4 separate regions of the Pan troglodytes genome follow, and all the other regions are linked to region 4. The links are chromatin contacts, called in public Hi-C and HiChIP or PLAC-seq maps. All regions are on one chromosome and are shown on one strand. The core of a region is the stretch at or near the end of the contact, and the rest is flanking DNA. Distances in the headings are between cores, read along the strand shown. Region 1 overlaps LOC104006450 (a long non-coding RNA gene). Region 2 holds the start of ARL15 (ADP ribosylation factor like GTPase 15). Region 3 has its middle 220 kb from the start of SNX18. Region 4 holds the start of SNX18 (sorting nexin 18).

Evidence for each region. A called contact is a pair of places that touch in the nucleus more often than the background predicts. HiChIP or PLAC-seq counts read pairs in DNA pulled down with a chosen protein or histone mark.
Region 1: a Hi-C map of stem cell-derived neural progenitor cells shows a contact between it and region 4, with 3 times the contacts expected there. The contact joins the enhancer-like site here to the promoter of SNX18 in region 4. A contact is called at or near these places in 1 of 7 Hi-C or Micro-C datasets (stem cell-derived neural progenitor cells) and 1 of 1 datasets of contacts at active chromatin or transcription factors (stem cell-derived excitatory neurons).
Region 2: an H3K4me3 HiChIP or PLAC-seq map of stem cell-derived excitatory neurons shows a contact between it and region 4, with 3 times the contacts expected there. The contact joins the promoter of ARL15 here to the promoter of SNX18 in region 4. A contact is called at or near these places in 1 of 7 Hi-C or Micro-C datasets (stem cell-derived neural progenitor cells) and 1 of 1 datasets of contacts at active chromatin or transcription factors (stem cell-derived excitatory neurons).
Region 3: a contact with region 4 is called in a Hi-C map of induced pluripotent stem cells, with 3 times the contacts expected there. The contact joins the enhancer-like site here to the promoter of SNX18 in region 4. A contact is called at or near these places in 2 of 7 Hi-C or Micro-C datasets (blood and induced pluripotent stem cells) and 1 of 1 datasets of contacts at active chromatin or transcription factors (stem cell-derived excitatory neurons).

The regions. Positions count from the first base shown.
Region 1 is chr4:59,953,238-59,956,321 of NHGRI_mPanTro3-v2.0_pri, reverse strand. The region is part of intron 2 of LOC104006450 (a long non-coding RNA gene); the gene reads right to left. It overlaps LOC104006451 (a long non-coding RNA gene), which reads left to right. Exons shown (of 3, transcript XR_001717715.4): 2 at 270-420. Among named protein-coding and RNA genes, the nearest start is that of SNX18, 190 kb to the left of the region's middle. Within about 2 kb of position 1,736, at least 4 of the 24 cell types and tissues checked have an H3K27ac peak or open chromatin away from gene starts, as enhancers often do. A contact at or near this core is called in stem cell-derived neural progenitor cells, where this site is marked.
Region 2 is chr4:60,346,766-60,350,205 of NHGRI_mPanTro3-v2.0_pri, reverse strand. It overlaps ARL15 (ADP ribosylation factor like GTPase 15), which reads right to left and starts at 2,086. Exons shown (of 5, transcript XM_054684369.2): 1 at 1,897-2,086. The coding sequence starts at 1,944. It overlaps LOC129143971 (a long non-coding RNA gene), which reads left to right and starts at 2,201. Exons shown (of 4, transcript XR_008547995.2): 1 at 2,201-2,924.
Region 3 is chr4:59,913,652-59,917,035 of NHGRI_mPanTro3-v2.0_pri, reverse strand. No RefSeq gene overlaps it. Among named protein-coding and RNA genes, the nearest start is that of SNX18, 220 kb to the left of the region's middle. Within about 2 kb of position 1,880, at least 11 of the 24 cell types and tissues checked have an H3K27ac peak or open chromatin away from gene starts, as enhancers often do. A contact at or near this core is called in induced pluripotent stem cells, where this site is marked.
Region 4 is chr4:60,138,668-60,142,054 of NHGRI_mPanTro3-v2.0_pri, reverse strand. SNX18 (sorting nexin 18) reads left to right here and starts at 1,812. Exons shown (of 4, transcript XR_008547992.2): 1 at 1,812-3,387.

The DNA of each region.
Region 1 (3,084 bases), core at 487-2,986, 190 kb after region 4:
CTGGCCCAGAGTAAGTACTCAAGAAAAGCATACTGAATGAATGAACAAATGAATTAATGAATCATTAGAATTTTAAAAACTAGTTAGAAACACATACATACAGAATGGAGAACATTGTGAGCAGATTATTTCTTAGCCTTTGTTTTTAAAAATACACAAATAATCTCACTTTCTTTTCTTTTCTTTTAGTTGACCACAAGAAGATAGGCTGTGACTTAATTGTTTTAGCCAAGTGCTGTTAAATCTCACGCTCCTTTTTCTTGACTCAGGAGTACAGAATATAAATATAGAGTGCCCTCCTGTCTCCCCAATGTCATTGCCTTGCTCTGTGAACAAACCCAGAGGTCCAACGTTTGTGGCAGGCCATCTTCTACTCACTTCAGAAGACGAATATGACAATGCGACCCATTCCCTGAGATGGTGAGTGCATAGGACATTGGAAAGCTGTCTTTGACCATAACAAGAGGAAGATGTCAAAATGATGTAAAGAAACAGGTTTGAACTTCAGCTAAAAGTTAAATGACCAGCACTGAATTCACATTGAATCCCTCCTTTGCTAGAGTATTACTTTCCTGATTAGACATATTATCCACTAAGAGTCCTTCCAGCTCAAAGATTCAATGCAGTATAGTAGGAAATCATAGATTTTAAAATTTGAAGACCTGAGTGTCAAATTCTAGTTTCACCTTTTACAAGTTGTGTGACTTTGAGTAAGTCACATAATCTGTCTGACCCTTCAATTACTCCTGTGTGGACTGGGATGTACCATTCCTGCACGATTTCTCACAGGATAACCCGAGTCTCATTGAGGACATGCATATGAAAATGCTTACCACTAGTCAGATGTTAGACATTAATTGATAGTTAAGGAAACAGGGGCCCTGAGAAGATAAGTATCTTCCCAAGAGACTCTAGAGATCCTCTGGCTGAGCACTTCCTGAAGCATTTCCTTGCCAACAGTGTTAGTTCCACAGAACACTCATTTCACAAGTGGCAATAGCCATGACATAACATAATCATTTTAAACAAGTATGGGAAATTCTGTGCTGAACAAAAATAAGCACACTCTTTAACTGCAGGACTTATCAGAGCCATTAACATGGTCATGTCCTTTGTGACTCTCTAAGCATTTCCTCCTCTTAATAGACAGGCTGTCACAAGATTAGGATTCCATGGAGCACAACATGGGAAATGCTGACCTAGTTTATTGCCTAGGTCCGATGTCACAGTCCTCTAATTCAGTGCTACTGCAAGTACCCAAATACCAGGTTGGTAAATATCTGTTCCTCATCTGTGATGAGAAAAAAAGCTTATGAAATTGTAAATCAACAAGTCATCAAAAAGTCTTGCTACCGAGAAAAAAAAAAAGAAAAAAGCCTGTCAGTGGAACGTAGTGAACTTATTCTGGTGCAAGCTCCACCAGTGTGCATACCAGCAGTGGTCCCCAGACTATGCTTTGAGTAACATTTCTCTAATTAATTGGATAAAGATGCAGCTTTAGTGAAAAAGCAGAATCTAAAGAAAAGAAACCTTTTTCATACCTTGTGCTTGGCAGCACATGTGAAGTCTGGAAGTTGTCTGATTCAGAAAGCTCCAGGCTCCCAGCAGTCAAAGCATTGGCCATCAGGCAGATTGGATTGCTGGTTGGCAGCGTCCACCCGAGCCTTCCTAACTTCAGTTGCTAGTGCACTAACTGGACACAACCCTTAGTCATCACACTGGAGAGATGATCATCCCAACAGGATACAAAGCCAAGCCCTGCAAGGCTCCTTTCCAGACAAAAGCTGATCTAACTGAGCTGTATAAAGGGCAGGCAAATTAACTTCCTGTTAGCTCTGTAAAAATACTGGGGAAACTCTCCCTAAACAATAATCCCCAAGTGAGGGTTTCCACGAGAAAAAAGTGATGCAGTCAAATGAGGGAAACTGAAGAGTTTCAAAAAGGGCTAATTTGCAAAGATGTACTGGGTTAAAAGGAATAGTGATTGCTAAGCATGGAGTGCTATTACCACCCTTAGAGGGAAGGTCATTGGACCTGGAAGCTATGAAAGAGAGCTGCCTGCTTGACGGGCGCTTGGCCTTAGATCGTGGAACATGGACTCTGAGACTCATAGCCCTGCAGGGAGGGCAGGCAATGCCCCAACCTCACTTTTCCCTCTCCATGCAGTCTTTGCCCGTGCATCTCATTGGCTCTCTAACCAGAAGCCAGGGGACAAAGGAGCTTGTCGCTATGGTCCATAAATGCCCATCGGCACAGCAGGGTGGACAGAGGATCTGGAAAGGTAAATGAAAATCATTCATCACAGCTCACCCCGTGTGCTCCTCTGTGGCTCTCAGCTTTATGAGCAGCACATGAAGGGTGCTGGCCAGTGTGGAGAAGTGGAGAGCAGATCTGGAAGGACAACTGAAATCCATCTAGCACAGTGTCATTCTCTTCTGAGCTCAGAAAACAAATTGAGTTACAATCGTGAAGGCTTTTGGTTTCTGTTGGCCTCTCTTGTCAAGACTTTTGCCAATCCAGTCATTTTTCTCCCTTTCAATGCTTTCATGGTGCCAGGGTATCAACATGCCTTTGTGCTGATCACAGTTTTTTCAGAATCCAATTCTCAAGACAAAATTAGAGTGGGTATGTTTACACACTAAAAACTCTGCTAATAAACACTAATATTTCAAGTATCAGTCTTACTTATTTAATTTTTCTCTCATTTTTAGAGATAGGGTTGATTTGATGTTATTTTCATGTACTCAGACTCCTGATTAAACACATTTTCATGGTATAAATCTATTACTCTCTACCTAGCTACTTCTTAAAGGCTTTTTGCCTTTAGGGTTCTCATGACGTTATTACTGTTACAGACACATGGATATTAAGTGTTTACATTAAGCATCTGTCTGTAGGAGTGAGGCTGTGGATTCAGGCTGTGCAAGCTCTGAAATGCCTGGATGTGAGTGGAGGAAATGGCTAAGTAATTGCACTTTGTGCATACCCATTACAGCACTTAGAGTGGGCATAATGCTTGGTTGGGTGTCTGACCAGAAGCCCAGGAGAGAAGAAACTCCTTGGAAATAAATACTCTGTATTATC
Region 2 (3,440 bases), core at 837-3,336, 210 kb before region 4:
CCCAGGTAAAACAAAAAGGCCAAGTCAAATTTGTGACCTGTTGATTTTGACACAAAGCTGTTAGTAAATTGGCAAATAAATTAATCTGCTTTTAAGGTAACCTTGGGCCCACAAACATTCATCCACTCACCTTTAGACTATGCCTATCTAGAGGTTAGCCTGAGTAATTAACCAGAGTTATCAATTTTGTTTTCACTAAGCATTTTGATAGGTTTGGCACCTCAAAGACAGCTTTGTGATGCAATTTATAAATTTAAAACACATCCGGTAAATAAAGAAAATAATAAAATGTCAGAACCACCTGATTTTCTTTTTTAAGAACTATTTAAGTATTCAAAATTAGCTTTTAGTAGTACAGGCAATGTCACCCTTTCCTACTTGGTAATTATCCCAACAAACTTTCGCTTTAATTTAGGCAGACTGCAAGACAAAAACCATGTATTGTATTTTATAAGATAAATTACAAATTAAACCAGTTATTTAACTTAGAAAATAATCTTCTGGACACTTTGGCAGCTCTCTTAACTTACAGGGCACCTTGTATTGTGAAGAATGTTCATAATCAGATAATCCCCTTAACCAGCTACAGTACTGAGTGAATAATATCCCTTTATCACAAAGATAAAGGAAGTTACTGCCATCAACAAATGAACAACAAAACAGAACTTGAACTCAGAATTTTAGATCCAGCTCCATTCACAAGGCCATGCATTAACTGTAGTCACCATCCTTTCCCACAAGACCATCAAGCTCTGAAGCATTAGGAGAAACATTTTCTTTATGTACACTAAAATAAGCCCAAATACACAGATGACAGCACAAAGCCGGTCCGGCGTTTCTTGGCCATCAAAGCACGCACAGATTTTCTCAGTACAGCCTTAAGTGTAATTCCTAGAAGGCACTGGCAAATCTCTGCCAGGCCAATCTGCAGTCGAAAACCGAGTGCATGTGTCCAACAAGATGACAGGAGGGTCAATGTTTCTAACCGTCTACTTCAACTCTGGATGGCAATAGCGGTTCTGCCCAACATGGTAAACACAATAATCGTATAGGATCGAACACAAGTCTCTGTAAATGAGGATCCCCTTAAACGCAAACAAGCAACTCTGGGGAAATATAATTTCTGGAACAAAACATGGTGCTCGCATAATTCCACAAAGACACACATAGAAGTCCATTTTTAAAATGATGTTCGGTCCCAGCACTGTGCTGACACTTTTCCCACCTAAACTTCTCAGCACAAGCCTGGCCTAAACAGCCGGGTTCCAATCCGTGCACAGTGGAACCGCGGCACGCACCCAAGACCGGAATGGTGGGGCTATACCTGTCCCTACTCAGTCCTGTTCGTGCCAGCCTGCGAGGTAGTTTAGACCCGTCTGCTTTATGGTAATGTGCTTTTAAAACCCCGCCACGACCGAGGTCATAGCTTTAGAGATTTAATAACAATCAAATGACCAGGGCTGCTGGGCACTTAGTGAGCCATTCTGGTTATGGCTCTTTAATAGCACCTGGAGTTCTGCTCCAGGGAGAGCGGAAAACTCCTGCTCCCCCGGAAAGAAAGTCCTCTGCGGAGAGCGCAGAGGGAAGCCAGGAAGCCGATCGCGGGCAGGGGACGCGCCGCCGCGGCCGCCCCATCTCTCAAGCAGCCCCAGCGCGACCCTCGCCCTGCAGCCGTGCTGGCCCAGGCCGCACCTTTACCTGTCAGCTCCACCACCCACCGCCCTGGAGGCTGCCCCTCCGAGTCCAGGGAAAGGCTTACGAGCCGACTGCGGGAGAAAGAACCCCAGAGGCATCCTATCCCAAAGAAAGAAAGCAAAAAGGCTGCTCCTCAAGGCAGGGGGCCATCGGGCACGCCGAGATCCGAGAGGCGACATGCCACCCCAGCCCTGCACCTACCAGATAATCCATGTACAGAAACGCCTCAGTTATCCGGAGATCAGACATCCGGCAGCCTAAAGCATCCGGAACGGCTCCGAACCCGGAAAAAAAAAGCAGCGTCTCTGGCTGCGAGCGAGCAGCTCCTGAAAAAGCCAGCAACAGCGAAAATAGCCGAAAGCAGCCGACTAGCCGGAGATTACACAAGGGGCGCGGCGATTGGCCAGGCGGGCGGGCAGAAGGAAAGAAGCGCGCTCATTGGCTGCGGCGCCTATAAAAGGCAGGCCCCAGCCGGTAGCAGGAGAGAAACGCGGGAGTGGTGGGGGGTGCGGGTTCCTGTGTGCTGAGCGGAGGAGCCGGGGTGGGGGCGGTGCAAGCGGAAGAAAGAGCCAAGAGAGCGGAAAATCGGCTGGTGCTGTCGCCGCCCGAGTTTTGTGTTTACACAGCTTTCCAGCTGGGTACAACGGAGCCGAACTCCGTGTTCCCGGGCTGGAGAGCCTTGGAGTCCCCGCCAACCCCCAGTAGGAAGCGAGCGCTGTAACGTGGGAGGCGTGGTCGCCACTGATCTTGTCTACCCCCAGAGCCTTCCTAAAGGCTCTGCCGCCACGAGACTGCACCACCGGGAAAGAAGTGTGTGAAAGTGTACTCCGTAAACAGGCAATCCTGTACGCGACTTAGGGGCAGAAAGACCCTCCGCACTTTTATCATTTGAAAGTAAGGTGGACGATTCCAGCCTGGTGTCCCTGAGGGTACACACAGGCCCCCCGCGCAGCCAGAGGTGACTCAGGAACCCCCCTTCCAACCCCTGCGTAGAACGCCGAACAGTCTTCGGAGAATTCGCTTTCCTCCACGTGAAAAGGAAAAGAAAAACATTTGAGGGGTCGCAGTAGTCACTTGTACTCCCCAAACACATGGGAAGAAGTTGATCAGTTTGCATGCTTGGAGTCAAATTACGCTCAGCACAAATCCAGCGCCCCTGAATTAAATGAGCAGTAGAAGCTCTCTGCAAAAAGCACAACAGTATTTGTGACCCGGTATTATTTCAAGAGGTAAAAACATCTATAAGCAGATGCATTTGGGACTTATGCATTTCCTGGTAATGTCAATATCGCATTAAGCTAGTGGGGTTGGGGAGGGAAAGCCTGAATCGGACAAGAAGCTGGCTTTTTTTTTTTTTTTTTTTTTTAGGCTATAAATAACCAGACCATGCCAGACACATGTTCTTAGGCTATGTTCTTAGGCTCAGGTGATTGGAGTGCCCCCCCATCCCCACCCTCAGGGCTTAGGGAGAATGGAAGATAAGGTGGATGCTCTCACCTGTATGAATAGTTAGGGCTTGCATACATAAAGTTTCAAGAGTGAAACTTCATCAACTGAACTCTTTATGAAGTGACTGCCTGACTCTACACGTGATGTTTTAGGAGTTGAATTTTTACTTTCCCCCTAACTTGACACTTTTCTGTATCCTCAAGAAACAAATTTCCGTACCGTAAGTTTACCTGGGACTATCAAAACAGTTCTGTTAGATAACCGTGGAATTCACCCCAAATGTGCACATAACCAAT
Region 3 (3,384 bases), core at 631-3,130, 230 kb after region 4:
GACTTTTGCATCTGGACGAACTCAGACAGAATTTTTACCCTGGAGTTGCCCTGTAGAATCAGGCAGAGGCCTCCCTCCTCAGGACTTTGCCTGACATCACACCTTTGTTTGGTTTGCTCCCGGCTCCTGTCCTGTTTTTCCTGCTCTTTCCTGGACTTCTATGGGAGCACTTCCTTCATAATTCACGTGCACATAGCCCTTGTCAAGGTCTACTTCTGGAAGTTTCAATCTAAGCCATAGTAATCATCCTTGCTCAAGGAGATTTTTCTCCAGATTCCAATAAAACAGAAGAAACAGCAGTCTCCTCTTTATAGAAATAAAAAGGAGTGTTCTAGCTAAAGCCCTTTTTACAGAGCAGCATAATGGGTAAGAGCAGGGGCTCCAGAGTCAGCCTGCTTATAAACAGTCTTTTGGAGCCTCAAGATTCCTCATCTGTAAATTGGAGCTAATGACAATGACAGCACAGGGGTTGTGTTGAGGCTATGTTGAATATCATAGCACTTACACATCCCGTCCAGCACACAAGAAACACTCCATAAAAGTTAGTTACTATGAGCATCATTAATATGTTGTCTGAGGCATTTTGACACAACCACTGCTACTTGTAAATTCCAACACAGCATTTTCTTGGTACATAATAGAAAAACAAGTGCTATCTGCTGCTCTGTGAGAAGCTGATGATGAATTACCAAATAAGATTTTCTACTTTGTAGGTATATTTGAATATCAGTATGTCCAATTAATTCAGTATAAATATAAAGGACACATCCTGCTTGAAAATGTCAGCAATAAGTTAGGCAAATGGCTGCATTCTGAAACCAGGCATACCTGGACCATACTCCCAAATATGCTGCTTCTGTAGAGACTTTAGTATTGATTTACCCAATCAGATTGCCAATACTTACCTCCTAAGGTTATTGTGAAGATTAGACAAAACTCTGCATAAAAAGCACTTAGCTACTCTTTATTAGGAACTTACTATGTCCCCAGCACTGTGCTATTGTTATCCATGCCCAATTCCCCAGAAGAGAAGCGGAAAGATTCCATACAACACTGGGATACCTTTACCCTGACGACAAAGGCAGCAATGGCACCGACTCCCAGAAGATAATCTTTTAGAAAATAATCACCTGGTTTTTTCCTCGGCCATTAGCCTTCTTGGGTCAGTTTGCTAGCAACCAACCCCCCAACAACAAAGAAACTCCAAGGAAAATGAGCCTCTTCATTGCTGCTGAAAGCAGGGGGAACCGCGTCCTCTTACAGGCTCTTTACTATGGTTGATACAAGTGAGTCTCCATTTTTTAGCTTCAGTACCATCCAGTCAATGCTTTGTAGGAAGAGCTGCATGTCGGAGTGTTGACACGCCAGTGTTTGTGCATCTCTCTGGGAGCCCTGCTGGCAGAGCCCTCCTCTGCACCAGCACAGAGGTCTGATGTGGGACGGTCAGGCTATCAGAGCTCAAAGAGAAAACAAATCTCTTCTATATAGGCCAGGAAGGCCTCACCAAGGACCCTTTTTGCTCTGCTTGGGAGGGAATGGTAAGAAAAAAAGGGAAAACCACACCCTTCGAAGGCCTCAGTAAATATTTGAAGCGTGCCTAGATTTGGCCACATGAGAACTCCCCTTATTTAAGTATTTATGAAATGATCAAATAGCAGGATTGTATTTCCATGAGCTAGAGAGTTCTTATTTAGTGACACAGATTTTTTTTTGTTCAAACTTTTTTCTTTTTTTGCCACATTCAGCAATTGCTGTCAGATGCTGAATGTCTGTGGTCACATACTCGGCTTCCTGTTTATAAATGCGCTCTGTTTTCAGTGAGTCAGCAGTTTCTTGTTCTACAGAGAGGTAAAACTGGTGGTGTCAGGGCCGTGGGGGGTTGAATGAGCTTTGTGAATGGCCCAGTGTGTGCTGGGCCTCAGGATTTGTGTGAACAGGTACTCACACTGTCTGTGGCTGTCCATAAGCTAAAATAATTCAGCCCAGTGAGTTTGTTGGTTTCTCATCTGATTCTGTCCAAGCGAAACAAAGCCAGACACTAAAGTGGTAAGGACAGACATTAACCAGTAATAACTATTGCAATAGGGAAGAGTCCAATGTAAACTGAACTCAGCTTCAATTTGTGCAGAGGTGACTGGACTTTTTTTTTTTTTTTTTTTTTCTTTTTTTGGAGACAGAGTTTTGCTCTTGTCACCCAGGCTGGAGTGCAATGGCACGATCTCGGCTAACTGCAACCTCCGCCTCCCAGGCTCAAGTGATTCTCCTGCCTCAGCCTCCTGAGTAGCTGGGAGTACAGGTACCTGCCATCGCACTCGGCTAATTTTTTGTATTTTTAGTAGAGATGGGTTTTGCCATGTTGGCCAGGCTGGTCTCGAACTCCTGACTTCAGGTGATCCATCCACCTGGGCCTCCCAAAATGCTGAGATTACAGGTGTGAGCCACCATGCCTGGCCGGACTAGGCATTTTTAGGGAAGAATGAGGGAATAGGAAGGAGGGCAAACAGAACCAGTAGGGTCAGGGAAGTGAAAAATTACAAAGGGCTGTTCAGTATAAATGCAATCAGACCAGCTGTGCCTGCTAGCTGGCAGTTAGGAAAGTTAGGATTCTATCCTCTCTGAGACTGGGAGACAGAGGTCCTTACCTTTCCTGATGATTACTTTCAAAGGAATAGCTTTCAGGGCCTTGAGAAACACACTCCTGGGTTGTAGGAGATACATATACATCTCAAAGGTTACAGAGAAGGAACTCAAAATTGCACTTCTTAGTAAGTGCTCTATGAAAGAGTGGTCAGGCTAGCTCCAGGTGTGGGCTGGAGCAAGCAGTAAATCCCCCTGGGCAGCCTTGAGTTTTCTCAGGCAGGCATCCTTAAGGGGGTAGGGGCATCCTGGGGATGTGGCCTTGAGGTATTGGAAACCGTATTAGCGATTGTGCAAGTGTTTTAGAGCAAGGCTGAGGCCTGGCTGAGAAGAGGGCTCAGAAGAGCCTGGCTAGAGTTTGCTCAAGGTCAGAGTCTTTGTCACTGCGAGGCAGCCCAGGGTCTGTCTTTGGCACTTCACTCACTTGCTTTGGTGCTACTGCTTCCTGACCTCGCCTACCAGTCCCATTGCCAGCTGCAGTGGCCTCCAGCTGCCAGGTGGGCTGGAACTTCAAACGACTGATGTCCTTGAAGAGCCTGGGAGTTCTGGACTTTCCTGCCTCCCCTCCCTTGGCCCCAGCACACACTGCTCCATCTGCCCCTCCTTCCACACCCTCTTGTAAGCCAGCTCCACATCGCCTTTGGAATTCGGTTTTTCCTTCATCTCTTAGTGTGAAAGCCTCCCCTGAGCTCCAGTACCTGGGTTTGGCATTCCCACAACACCAAGCTCTTCTCTCCTGGAGCATTT
Region 4 (3,387 bases), core at 563-3,062:
CTCCCACTGGACTCCTACAAAGTAAGCACCTGCAGACGCCCATGCCCCAGTGCTACAAACAACCTTGGACACCCAATAATTCCTCAACCACCATTTCTACAGAGTAGCTCAACCAGTCTGTAAAAAATCATCACCTTAAACTCCTGGAATTTTCACACCTGAAATAAGCCCAAAGTTACTGTACTTAACTCTAATCTAAAAAGTAACTACTAAACGAATAGAAGGGGCGAAACTAAATTTATTTATCTTACATATTCTAGGTTAGCTTTTCAGAAGTAAAATGAGTCATATTCTAGAGGTTTAGTTAATGTGGACTTCATGTTTCTGACCACATGAAATGTTGGCATTGAAATTCAATGAGCCCTGTTGCTTACTGTGTGAATAGTCAAAACCCAGAATTTTCAGCTAAAAATGTAATTTAGAATATGCTTACTGAATTGAATTAAGGTTTTGCATTAGGATAAACACTGTGGGAGTGATTCTGGTATAGTGGGTTTGTGTTTTTGTGCAAGATGCTTACAATACCACAGCCCTTAGAATAATTGTACACTCTTCTGGCCCGTTTCCCAGATTTCCTTGAAAAGGGTCAGAGGACAGGCTGAAATTAATGACACATGAATGCAGAACCTCAATTAGAAGTGTCTTCAAAGGAATAATTAGGCTAGACTTAATAAGAGGGGATTAAGAGAAGAAAAAGCTTTGGGCAAATTATACACTGAAGGAAAGGAAGATAGGAAACAAGGCAACGATAGATTGGAGCTGATTATTTCAGGAAGTGATTTTTGTTCTATTTATCTTAAAAATAATATAAATATAGTGAGACATAGAGACAACAGATGGATGGATGGTCACTGACCTCTTACTAGGAGTGGCAATGTGAACATTGGGACGCTTCCTGGTGCATGTACCCTGCAATTGTGAATTTAGTAACCCTATTCCCTTTGTGAAAGAGGCCAGGGATTTTGCTTCCCCCAAATAACAGTAACAGCAGCAAAAGCAGCAACAAACCCTTCAAATCTGCTTACCCTGCCAGATATTGTTTCACTTTCCTCATCTGTAAAATAGGGATTACTTTATGATGGAATCCCCACAACAACCCCCGGAGGTAGGTACGATATAAGTGCCTTGTTCCAGGTCATACAGCTAGGTAGTGTCAGAACACAGATTGAAATTCAGAAGCCTGGCTCCGAAGTTTGAGCTCTCATTCACCGCACTACATATATCTATGGGAGGATAGGCGACACATGTATGTAATAAATGTGTGAGCATTTATTGTACTGGAAACTCTCCAGCTCCTCCCTCTCTACACGATCCTTTGCTTCTAATTTTGTCAATCACAGCACCTTCCCTGGCCCTTACTTTGTTCTTGCCAATCTCCTCTCCTTGAGCAGAAGAGGGAAGGGAGCCTGCTCCGTAGGTGAACAGCTCCTCCGCGGAGGCATCCTGTTTTCTTAGTGCAATCACTAATTCGCATTGCAAAATGCTTTATCACATGAGTGGGTTAAGCCATTCTAGGAGCATTCACTGAGCGCTCAGAGTGGGAACGTTTATCAGGCATGCAAATGCTAACTTACTTTCTAGAGAATGTTTAACTTAAAAGCCTAAAGAAATCTCAGATAATTCACTTCGGAGTAGAAACCTCCTTCAGCCGCGCTCACTACGGCGCCCGGCTTCGCGGCACCGGCCACTAGAGGGCAGTGGCCGCCGCAAAGCCGAGGCGGGCGGTGGGCTCGGCGGCTCGGCCATCGCTTGCTCTCGCCTGGCAAGGGGCTCTCGGCCGTGGATTAGCGCAGCTGGAGACGTGGGAGGCCGCGGGCCCCGCCCCCGACCGGCGGCGGCTGCGGCGGCCCAGCGCGGCAGTCGGCGCTGGGAAGTGGAGGCGCTGCGAGCGGAGCCGCGCGGAGGGCGGGACCGGCGGGTCCGGGCAGCGTGGGTTTGCCGCCTTCGGGGCTCCAGTCCGCGCGCCAGGGCTCGAGCAGCACCGCGGGCCCCTCAGGTGGGCCTCGGCTCGGGACGCCGGGAGTCGGGGCGCCGGGACCATGGCGCTGCGCGCCCGGGCGCTGTACGACTTCAGGTCGGAGAACCCAGGCGAGATCTCGCTGCGAGAGCACGAGGTGCTGAGCCTGTGCAGCGAGCAGGACATCGAGGGCTGGCTCGAGGGGGTCAACAGCCGCGGCGACCGCGGCCTCTTCCCGGCCTCCTATGTGCAGGTGATCCGCGCCCCCGAGCCTGGCCCGGCGGGAGACGGCGGCCCGGGCGCCCCGGCCCGCTACGCCAATGTGCCCCCCGGGGGCTTCGAGCCCCTGCCCGTCGCGCCCCCCGCCTCCTTCAAGCCGCCGCCTGACGCCTTCCAGCCGCTGCTGCAGCCACAGCAGGCGCCGCCTCCGAGCACCTTCCAGCCGCCCGGCGCGGGCTTCCCGTACGGCGGGGGCGCCCTGCAGCCGTCGCCTCAGCAGCTCTACGGCGGCTACCAGGCCAGCCAAGGCAGCGATGATGACTGGGACGACGAGTGGGACGACAGCTCCACGGTGGCGGACGAGCCGGGCGCTCTGGGCAGCGGAGCATACCCAGACCTCGACGGCTCGTCTTCGGCGGGTGTGGGCGCAGCCGGCCGCTACCGCCTGTCCACGCGCTCCGACCTGTCCCTGGGCTCCCGCGGCGGCTCGGTCCCCCCGCAGCACCACCCGTCCGGGGCCAAGAGCTCGGCCACCGTGAGCCGCAACCTCAATCGCTTCTCCACCTTCGTCAAGTCCGGCGGGGAGGCCTTCGTGCTGGGGGAAGCGTCAGGCTTCGTGAAGGACGGGGACAAGCTGTGCGTGGTGCTGGGGCCCTACGGCCCCGAGTGGCAGGAGAACCCCTACCCGTTCCAGTGCACCATCGACGACCCCACCAAGCAGACCAAGTTCAAGGGCATGAAGAGCTACATCTCCTACAAGCTGGTGCCCACGCACACGCAGGTGCCGGTGCATCGGCGCTACAAGCACTTCGACTGGCTGTACGCGCGCCTGGCCGAGAAGTTCCCGGTCATCTCCGTGCCCCACCTGCCGGAGAAGCAGGCCACCGGCCGCTTCGAGGAGGACTTCATCTCTAAGCGCAGGAAGGGCCTGATCTGGTGGATGAACCACATGGCCAGCCACCCAGTGCTGGCGCAGTGCGACGTCTTCCAGCACTTCCTGACGTGCCCCAGCAGCACCGACGAGAAAGCCTGGAAGCAGGGCAAGAGGAAGGCCGAGAAAGACGAGATGGTGGGTGCCAACTTCTTCCTGACCCTTAGCACGCCCCCCGCCGCTGCCCTTGACCTGCAGGAGGTGGAGAGCAAGATCGACGGCTTCAAGTGCTTCACCAAGAAGATGGACGACAGCGCGCTGCAGCTCAACCACACTGCCA